Linked DNA regions of Mus musculus: region 2 is linked to region 1. The links are chromatin contacts, called in public HiCAR-type maps. All regions are on one chromosome and are shown on one strand. The core of a region is the stretch at or near the end of the contact, and the rest is flanking DNA. Distances in the headings are between cores, read along the strand shown. Region 1 overlaps Maml2 (mastermind like transcriptional coactivator 2). Region 2 overlaps Maml2 (mastermind like transcriptional coactivator 2).

The links. HiCAR-type assays count read pairs that join an accessible place to other places.
Region 2: a HiCAR-type map of Th17 cells shows a contact between it and region 1, with 2.2 times the contacts expected there. The contact joins two enhancer-like sites. A contact is called at or near these places in 1 of 39 promoter capture datasets (cranial neural crest), 5 of 484 Hi-C or Micro-C datasets (the C10 cell line, LSK cells, cardiomyocytes and 2 more), 3 of 115 datasets of contacts at active chromatin or transcription factors (Th17 cells, embryonic stem cells and microglia) and 2 of 9 other capture datasets (adipose tissue and liver).

What each region holds. Positions count from the first base shown.
Region 1 is chr9:13,507,181-13,511,703 of GRCm38.p6, forward strand. The region is part of intron 1 of Maml2 (mastermind like transcriptional coactivator 2); the gene reads left to right. Among named protein-coding and RNA genes, the nearest start is that of Phxr4, 78 kb to the left of the region's middle. Within about 2 kb of position 2,746, at least 26 of the 459 cell types and tissues checked have an H3K27ac peak or open chromatin away from gene starts, as enhancers often do. A contact at or near this core is called in Th17 cells, where this site is marked.
Region 2 is chr9:13,632,212-13,636,734 of GRCm38.p6, forward strand. The region is part of intron 2 of Maml2 (mastermind like transcriptional coactivator 2); the gene reads left to right. Among named protein-coding and RNA genes, the nearest start is that of Gm51666, 24 kb to the left of the region's middle. Within about 2 kb of position 2,365, at least 45 of the 459 cell types and tissues checked have an H3K27ac peak or open chromatin away from gene starts, as enhancers often do. A contact at or near this core is called in Th17 cells, where this site is marked.

The DNA.
Region 1 (4,523 bases), core at 1,496-3,995:
CAAAGGCGCACTCAGGAGTGTTTCCTGATGCTTTTTTATTTCAAAGAACTGGGACTTAAACCAGGCTTCCCTAAATGGAAAGCAAATATATCCACCTACTTAATGGTCAGTTTGCCTGTAGTCTCTTGGTAAGAAAAATTATTCTGAAGAAAAAGATTGCTTTCAAAAATAAATAAATAAATAAATAAATAAAAAGCAACCCTGAAATGTGAAATGGGGACTGCAAATGGGGTCAGGGGGAGCATTAAATCACAGTTAGACACAAATGCTCCAGGTCACAGGGCCCATAGATTACCAGTGTCTGACAAACCTACATGGTTTATAATCACTAAAACTGTTTTAATCTTCCTGGGCAAGTTTTACTGAAATGTACTGAATTACACTGGGTTGGTGGTTGTAAGAATGCACAGTCAGGGAAATGATTCATAAATTAATGGAGGTTAGTAACACATTTGAGCCAGATGGTGGTTATCAGAAGGTGCTTCGTCCTGTCTAGGGGACAACCTCAGCTCTGTACTCACCAAGAAGTTTGCCAATCCTCAAACGCCCTCACCCAGCTCTGAGGTCTTCTCTGCATTGACCTTGATTTTCTTTTTTTCATTTTCAGAAAAATAACTTTAAGATTGCATTTTTGGGATAGGGAGGGAATGAGGATGCAAAAGTACACAGAGGGGAAGAAATATCCTGCCACACACTCTCGGTGAGGGCTATTCTCTGGACAAGTGTGGGGTTGAACTGTATTGTCCCTGGGAGTGTCTGAGTCATACTCCAGTAGGGACATGGTGTAACATTATCAAGAACAGTGACGTGAGTATCACTAGTGGGTGGAGTGGGGGCACTTACTCCACGTTCTGTTGTGGAGCGCTTTAGATGAGCCGTGCATTTGTGCCTTTCCGGGGTTGTTAGGATGCGGACGAATGGGCATCCTTGCCTTCCTTTCAGAATTTCATGGCCGCTGTCAGTGTTGCACATGAAATGTAAGCCCAGGTGGATGGAGTATAAAATGGCTGAGCAAATGTTCATTGGATTTGATAGGGGCAACAATGTAGCATGAAATACGCATGGAGGAAATGATTGTGTAAGATTCATGCATCCTTTCACTTAGAACTTGTTAGCCTGGGTCTTCCTTGACACCCCTGTCCTGCTCAAACCTCTTCTGGCTTCCCTTTGTCCTTAGAATCTCTAGCACTTTTCTTGACAGCCCCTTACAGTCTGTTTGCTTTGACTCAGCCACTGTTTGGTAGAGTTCTCCACAGCCTTTGCCTCCCTAGTAGGCCTTTGTTTTCCTTGAAGACTCAGTGCAAAAAGTCCACTAAGGAGGTGGCTCAGTAGGTAAGAGTGCTGTGTGAACATGAGGACTTGAGTTCAAATCCCCCAAACTCATGAAAAACAAACAAACAAACAAACAAACAAACAAACAGGTGGGGATGCCTGTGCATCCGCTTCCAGCTCAGGAGAGTAGGGAGTGGGGACGACGGGGGAGGGAGAAGGAGCTGGGGCAGGAAGATCCCTAGAGCTCATTTGGCCTGGCAGCCTAGCTGAAAGGTGAGTGTACAATCTGCTGAAAGATCCAATCTTACAGGGTTAGGATGGAGAAAGAGAGAGGATGGTTCCCAACATCCTACCTTGTCCTCAGCGTGCCACACCTGCACACTCATGTTCAGCTCACACACACACATACCACCACCACCACCCACACACACATATACCACACACACACACACACACACACACACAGCTTCAGACCAGGCATAAATATCACACCAACCTGACCTCCTACCTAGAGCGGGTGCCTCTCTTCTGCTGAGGCCTTGCCCGTGTCCTCGGTGAGAACACACGGAGCACTGGATTTTGAGTTTCCTCTGCTTCCCCCCTCTTAGTGAGCTCCAAGTATCTTGAGAACAGACTGTGTCGTTTTCTGACTGTCATTTTCATAAGTGAATGAATTAAATGAGCAGGGGTAATCAAGCACTTGTTCTAATGATGAATGTTCTGGCGTAGGTCACTAATGTACATTCCCTGTCGGGGTATAGAACACAGAAAGGATATTAGAGAACACACACACAATAGCAGTAATGACAATTCCAACCACTGAGAAAAGGATAAGCACACTTCCGTAGCAAGACTGAGAGACAGCAGGCAACTTCATGGAGAAGATGGGGTTTGGGGTGGCTTTGACCATGGTATTAAAGTGGGAGAGTCTTTCTCGAGGAGAATCGCCAGCCATCTTGACTCCAGGGCACAGTGAGAATATAGACTATAAAGAGAAAGCCCCTTGTAATAGTAGGTCATCAGCTAAAAGCAGAGGAAGCCCTGTTCAATGCCTCCTTTGGTCTAAGCACTCCCAAGAAGATGTTCTCCGCAGCCACGGACAGACACAGTTGGCTCTGCTAAGAGGGCATTAAACACGCCTTTAGAAATTTAAGTGTGAAACTCTGACTCAGAATGTACATTAATTACCTTAGCCCTAAATGACTCGTTTCCCAGAGCTGTCTATATGTTATGCTTTGTTGTGTGTATTTGTGAAGAGTGTTTGGGTCCCTGTGGGGTCTGACCCTGGAAAGCCTGGAAGGCATTCTCATTGTACCTTCATACCCCGTGACTCTGCTTTCTGTACCTGGATGAGCCTATTTGACTAGACAGAGTAAGTGTTCAAAGGAGAGACGACAGCAGCACAGTGGCAGTGGGGGCTGTGCTCAGTGGTGGGTGTGGGAAAGGAAGGGACTTAGAAGCCACAGACAGGTGGGGGCCAAACTCTGGACGCTTACCCAGTGAAGCGTGCACAGGGCCATCTGCCTCCACCTTTCTGCACCACACAGAACAAAACCATCGGCCATTTCTGATACACACACACACACACATTGTCACATAGCTCTCAGGCGTCTTGGGAGTGTAGAGTCCCCTCATAGGTTTTTAGGTTGGAAACACAGTGTCACTAAGCACCTTTCTTACACTTTGAATGTTATAGTAACTTAAGTGGTTCGTTTGCTCTGCCATGCAGACAGTTCACCACTTCATGGTGGTGAGCAGGTGTGCAGCTTTGCCCTTCTCCAGCACATAAACAGAAACAGGAAAACACATCTCTTTGGGGATACTGATTTGTTTCATTTGGAAGACCAACCAAAAAAGTGAGGGGACTAGCAGGGGTGGACTTCTCTAAGAAGACCCTCCTTGTCCCTTTGTTTCTGACTCCATCTGTCTGTCTGCCTGTCTCTCTTCCTGTCCCTCTCTCTTTCCTGTCCCATCTGCACCTCTCCTCCTCCTCTTCTTCTTCTTCTTCTTCTTCTTCTTCTTCTTCTTCTTCTTCTTCTTCTTCTTCTTCTTCTTCTTCTTCTTCTTCTTCTTCTTCTCCTCCTCCTCCTCCTCCTCCTCCTCCTCCTCCTCCTCCTCCTCCTCCTCCTCCTCCTCCTTCTCTCTCTCTCTCTCTCTCTCTCTCTCTCTCTCTCTCTGTGTGTGTGTTTAGTCAGGAGTCCACATAGAGGCCAGAGGTCTTCCTCTATTGTTTTCCACATTACATATATATATATATATTAAACACAGGGTCTCCACCTGAACTCACTAGTTGGCTAGACTGTCTGGCAAGTAAACCGCAGGAACCCTCCTGTCCTTGTCTGCAGTGCACAGTGCTGGGATTACAGGCAAGCACCTTGCCCAGTTTTGGTGTGGGTGTTGGATCCCTAACTGCAATCCTCATCTTTGTGTTGGGAACATTTTATCTGCTACTCCATCTCCGAGGTGGCCCTCCAGACTTCTTCTAAATCTTCTGCTAATACTTCCTAACAAACCTGAGCTCAGAATGTCAGCTCCCATGAAAGGGCAAGGTATGCACTTTGATTTTTATTTTATTTTATTTTATTTTACCAATGGATGCAATTAGGATCTTAAAGAGGAAAATTTGGTTTTCTAGAGTCAGCTGTTTGACAGTTTCTACTGAGACACAGCTGCCTGCAGAGGGTAGTGTGGGCAGCCAACTGCTGCTATTTGAGATGAGGAAATTGGCCCAGGACCCGCAGGCAAGCACACAGTGAACAGCATGTTCCTAAGGACTGTGAGTGAGTCTCATCTGGAAGACAACAGCATCAACGGTTCTGGAGTCGGCCTGGTTATTTAAACCTTCTGCCTTGGAACTGAGTTCATAGTTCACCAATATCAGCAGAAATTCTCTATTTTTGTTGTCTACTGTCACAAAAGGATAAGAAACTACTTGAGATAAATAGGAACTAATGATTACAGAGAGTTCATACCCTTTGTCACATTTAATTCTTACAATAACTCAGAGAGATTGGTGTGGCTCCCTCCACTTCCTTCCTTCCTCCTCCTCCTCTTCCTCCTCTTCCTCCTCCTCCTTTTCTTCTTCTTCTTCTTCTTCTTCTTCTTCTTCTTCTTCTTCTTCTTCTTCTTCTTCTTCTTCTTCTCCTCCTCTTCCTCCTCCTCCTCCTCCTCCTCCTTCTCTTCCTCCTTCCCTTCTCCTCCTCCTCCTCTTCCTCCTTCTTCTTCTTTTGAGAATGTGGTTCACTATGTGG
Region 2 (4,523 bases), core at 1,115-3,614, 120 kb after region 1:
AATGACTCTGAGGTGAGACTCTTAGCCGTCCCAACAGCCTTTGCTTTGAAGTGCATTCTTCCCTTTTGTTTTGCTTTGTTGTTGTTTGTTTGTTTGTTTGTTTCTTTGAGGGGTTTTGAGACAGGGTTTCTCCCTGTATCCTGGCTGTCCTTGAACTCATTCTGCAGACCAGAGTGGCCTAGAACTCAGATCCACCTGGCTCTGCTGGGATTAAAGACTTATTCTTAACTAAATTCTCTGGCATAGTTCAAACATTCTTTTACTATAGAAACCATTTAAAGTCTCCTGGGTTCTCAGACTAGCCCTCCACAAATCCCATTAATTCACAGGAACATGACACTTTTAGAGTGTTAACTGTGCTTTCTAGAATAGTCAGTGTTCAAAGATTTTCTTCGGTGTACATTGATTGATCCAAGCTCCTTGGTGCAGATAAGAACACAATTTCTTTGGAGCAATGGAGACTTCTAGAATAGGGGAAATGTGAGCTCCAGATGTGCACAGAACACTGTAGAAACCACAGGGCAGGGACACCATCCTCAACTTGGCACCACCATCACCCTACGGATGAGGGAGCAAGCCTAGTGTTGGAGACTGCTCTTACTTGCTGTATTTGTTTAGATTAAGGAGTGTGGAGCCCTCCCCTCTATTTCCATAGTCTATTAAAAGAACAGTCACTAAAGGTTGTAGAGACCAGCCACCTGGCCCAGCAGCACCTTGGGCTGCACTCAACTGCACTCAGATCCCTGAATGCAGTCAGTCAAACCACTCACTTCTGAGAGAGTAGCAGTTATCTCACAGTCGAGATGGCCCTGGGGAGGTTTTGCCTATGTGTATGGTGCGACTGGAGCCCTGCATATGTAACAGCAGAGCAAAGGCAGGGGAGCAGAAAGGCAGAGTAAAAAGCAGGAAAGAGGAATCCCAGTGGGGAAATGAAAGGAAAATTGGACCAAAAAGTACATTTCTGATCAGCATTGTCCTGCTTACGGATGCTTTATACGGCGATTTTAACCCTAACCGCTTTTCTGTCACTGGTTTTAGATACAGATCAAGTCAGCAGTTGCCACAAGGGCTCCATTTCTTTCCTCTTTATGTTACATTCAATGTTTTTGAGTTAAAGAGAATAGAAGGATCCAGTTTTGCTCTTGTTAAATTCTGCCACATTTTTTTCTGAATGTTTGAATGAGGGCCTCATCTAAATGGAACTCAACACAGATTCCATGGCCCAAAGGCCAGGCCCCAGTGGGACAGTGTTGATATGTAAGTGCTGCCAGGAGTTCCTTATGCAGCTGAGCAGTGAGTGAGGCTGTGAACATTGGTGTGGCCCTCAATCTGCAGCCTCTAGTTGCAGATGACTGCAGACCTCTCTATGGCACATCTCAAGTACGTGAGAACTTTGCCAGGCTGTTCTTTGGGGTGTGAAGGCTGCCCTGAATTCCATGGGAATGCAACTCTGTGCCAAATTCAGATACCAGAGGTTTCCCTCAGGGACTACAGCCCATCTCAAGTACAGGAAGTGGCTGTGAGAAGCTAAAGCAGGAATCTCCAAAGACCTGGACTCAGCTTATGCTCTCTCTCTCTCTCTCTCTCTCTCTCTCTCTCTCTCTCTCTCTCTCTCTCTCTCTCTCTCTTTCTCTCTCTCTCTCTCCCTTCTCCTCTTTCCCTCCCTCCATGTGTGAGTGTGAGTGTGGGTACGCGTAAGAGACAAGACATAAAACCTGGTGAGCTGAATGATACCTTCACATGCACACGTACACACACTCATACACACACACACACACACACACACACTCCTACACATACACATACACACACACACACACACACACCAGTTGAAATCAGCCCCCTACCATTGCTTGTATGGAATCAATATACAATTTTATAGGCAGAAAATAGCCTAATCAAGTAAGGACGATACCAGTATGCCTGTGGTGACTAGTGCTTCTTTTCATGCTTCATGAGGTGTGCATAGTGCGCACCCATGTGTTTTACTCTGACCATCATCTCCAAGGCTCAGCCCAGGGAGTATCTCAAAGACGTGTAGAGCACTTTCCATTTAGCATCACAGTATGCTCGGCAAGAAAAAGTATCAACACAGAAATTCTAAAGATAGACAGGGTCCCACAAGCCAAACTGACCATTCTCATCAGCGCAGAAGAACTAACATGTGACCACCATGGGAGGTACCCCATCTCTAATACCAGTTAATCAGAGTAGAAACATTTTTCACCTTGGCCATTAAGGCAGATATTTTGATCATTCTGTTCTTAGTCACAAACCTCATTACATTTACAGTAATAGAAGAAGAAAAGAGAGAACCAAGGGAAAGCCCTACTCTTCTATCAGGTTTCCCCGTAAACGTCACTTCTCTCAGGAAGCCAGTCAGACAGATCTACCCCAACCGACTTCCCCTGGCTCAGCTCTTCTCACTCATTACATTATCCCTTCCAGAATGATCTTTACCCTCTAGTCCCCAACACATTCCCCAGCACTTTGTAGGCACTTAAGTATGTGTTCAATAATTGATGGAGCACTGAGGCTTTGTGTCTAATCTTAGAGGGAACGAAAATGAACAAGACAGAGCTCCTGCCTTGTCTGTGCAGGAGACGTGTGGGTAATGACAAGGCAGTCTATAGTTTGCTGAGCTGTGCAACACCTGTAAGCGCATTCCTTAAAGGACAACAAAGAGAAGGCACTTCAGCGACAAAATGGAGCTGACCACGTCAGCTGCATGTCTGATTCCTGCAGAGGGGAAATAGAATCCTAGTTCCTAATGTCTGACGCTTGCTACTAATGTCAGTACCAATACTAACTAACAACTAACACAGTATCAATACCACTAGACCAAGGTTTCACCTCAGGGAGGGGTGTATCAGGGAGAAATACAGGAAATAGCATGAGTATCCTCTTGGGAAATTATTTATATAAATAAATCTATAAATCTAAATTTCAGAACAGAATGCAAGTCTACAGTTAGTTATCTTGGAGGTAAAGAGTTTCTCTTGTTGCTGATACCCTTGTCTATCAGTGCTACTGTCAATTAACCAGGAATAATCAAAAGCAAAAGTGCTCCCCCTACTCCTTGTCGCTGTGCTCCTGGTAGCATTACTTATTGAACATCCTTAGTGTGCTTGGCTGACAGACAGTGAGAAGGAAGTGAAGGCTCTTCCCTGGGGGCTGCTGATTCAATCAGAGATCGTTTAGAAAGATAACAGGAAAGTTCACACAGACGACTCCAGCTTGCTGTACCACTGTTTGAAGCCATTGGAGATATTTTCCACAGTGGACCATCAGTAGCCCTATAAAGTATCTGTCTCTCCATGCGAAATGTAGACAAACATGTAGAGCCCAGGCAGGTGCAATGTCACATGCACATAATCCCAGCATTCAGGAGGCTGAGGCAGGAGGACTTCGAGGGTGACCTGGACTCCAGTTACAGCTAGATTCAGGGGAGGGGGGATGAAGGGGAGCTAGAAAGATGACTCAGTGGTTAAGAGCCCTGACTCCACTTAAAGGGGACCTCACACTGCAACTTTAGTTCTAGATCTGATACTTCCTTCTGGGTTCAGGAGGCACCTAAACATACATGATGCATGCATGTATCCATTAAAAAATAAAGACTCAGAGGAGGGGGGAATCTGTGAAGTGTGTAGAATCCCAAATAGAGTCTGTTGAAAAATTAATGACCTTAAATGACCTTGAACCCAACATTGTGACCTTTACAGGAAAAACACATAATAACCTCCCAAAGACAGAGTCTATGGAAGAGGTAAATAATTTTTCTCAATTTTTGTCCTTTGGGGGAAATTACATTTTGAAATGTCAATTACAACTGTGATGAGACCAAAGAAATTTTTTAATGCCGATAAGAGATTTTTTTTTTTATGAAGAGGAAAGAGTAAGCTCTGGACTTGACAGCACAGTGGGAAGTGTAGGTCATGTTACACTACATTCTGAGTTTATCCCAGGCCACATGACTTCAGTGCCATCAAGTATCTGGGTGGCCCATCAAGCTGTTGACCACTCTGCCTCGAATTGTCTAAATGTGCCGTAAAATGGGTGACCTAACACAGTTTTCTGCTTTGTGATAGGAAAGCTAGATTTTATTTTTGTAGGTGAGCATAATAAAAATCAAAATAGTCACTGCCTACTTAAACTGCCACTTCAGGGATGGGGGAATATTTGTTAGCATTTTCAAAAATTGAGAATTTAGCCACAGAGTAAGTGATGGCTTTTAAAAATGAGTGGATTGAGCCATTGAGACGCATGTTAAGTTGTTTACAGGAACCTAGTGTTGCTCATTCCTTATAGCACAGGACAACATCCTCAGCCTGGAAACAGGTCTGCAGACCATTCTGAGATTGCAGATCTGTGTGACTCTTCTACCCACACTGTTGCAGGCATAGTACCAGAAGTACCACCTAAGTAACCAAAACAGTAGGCTTTTTTTTTAAAACAAGACTGAATGGATGTGTTTTGCCCAAAACATAGTTGTCTAAGGTTTAGAGTACAAAGAACACAACACA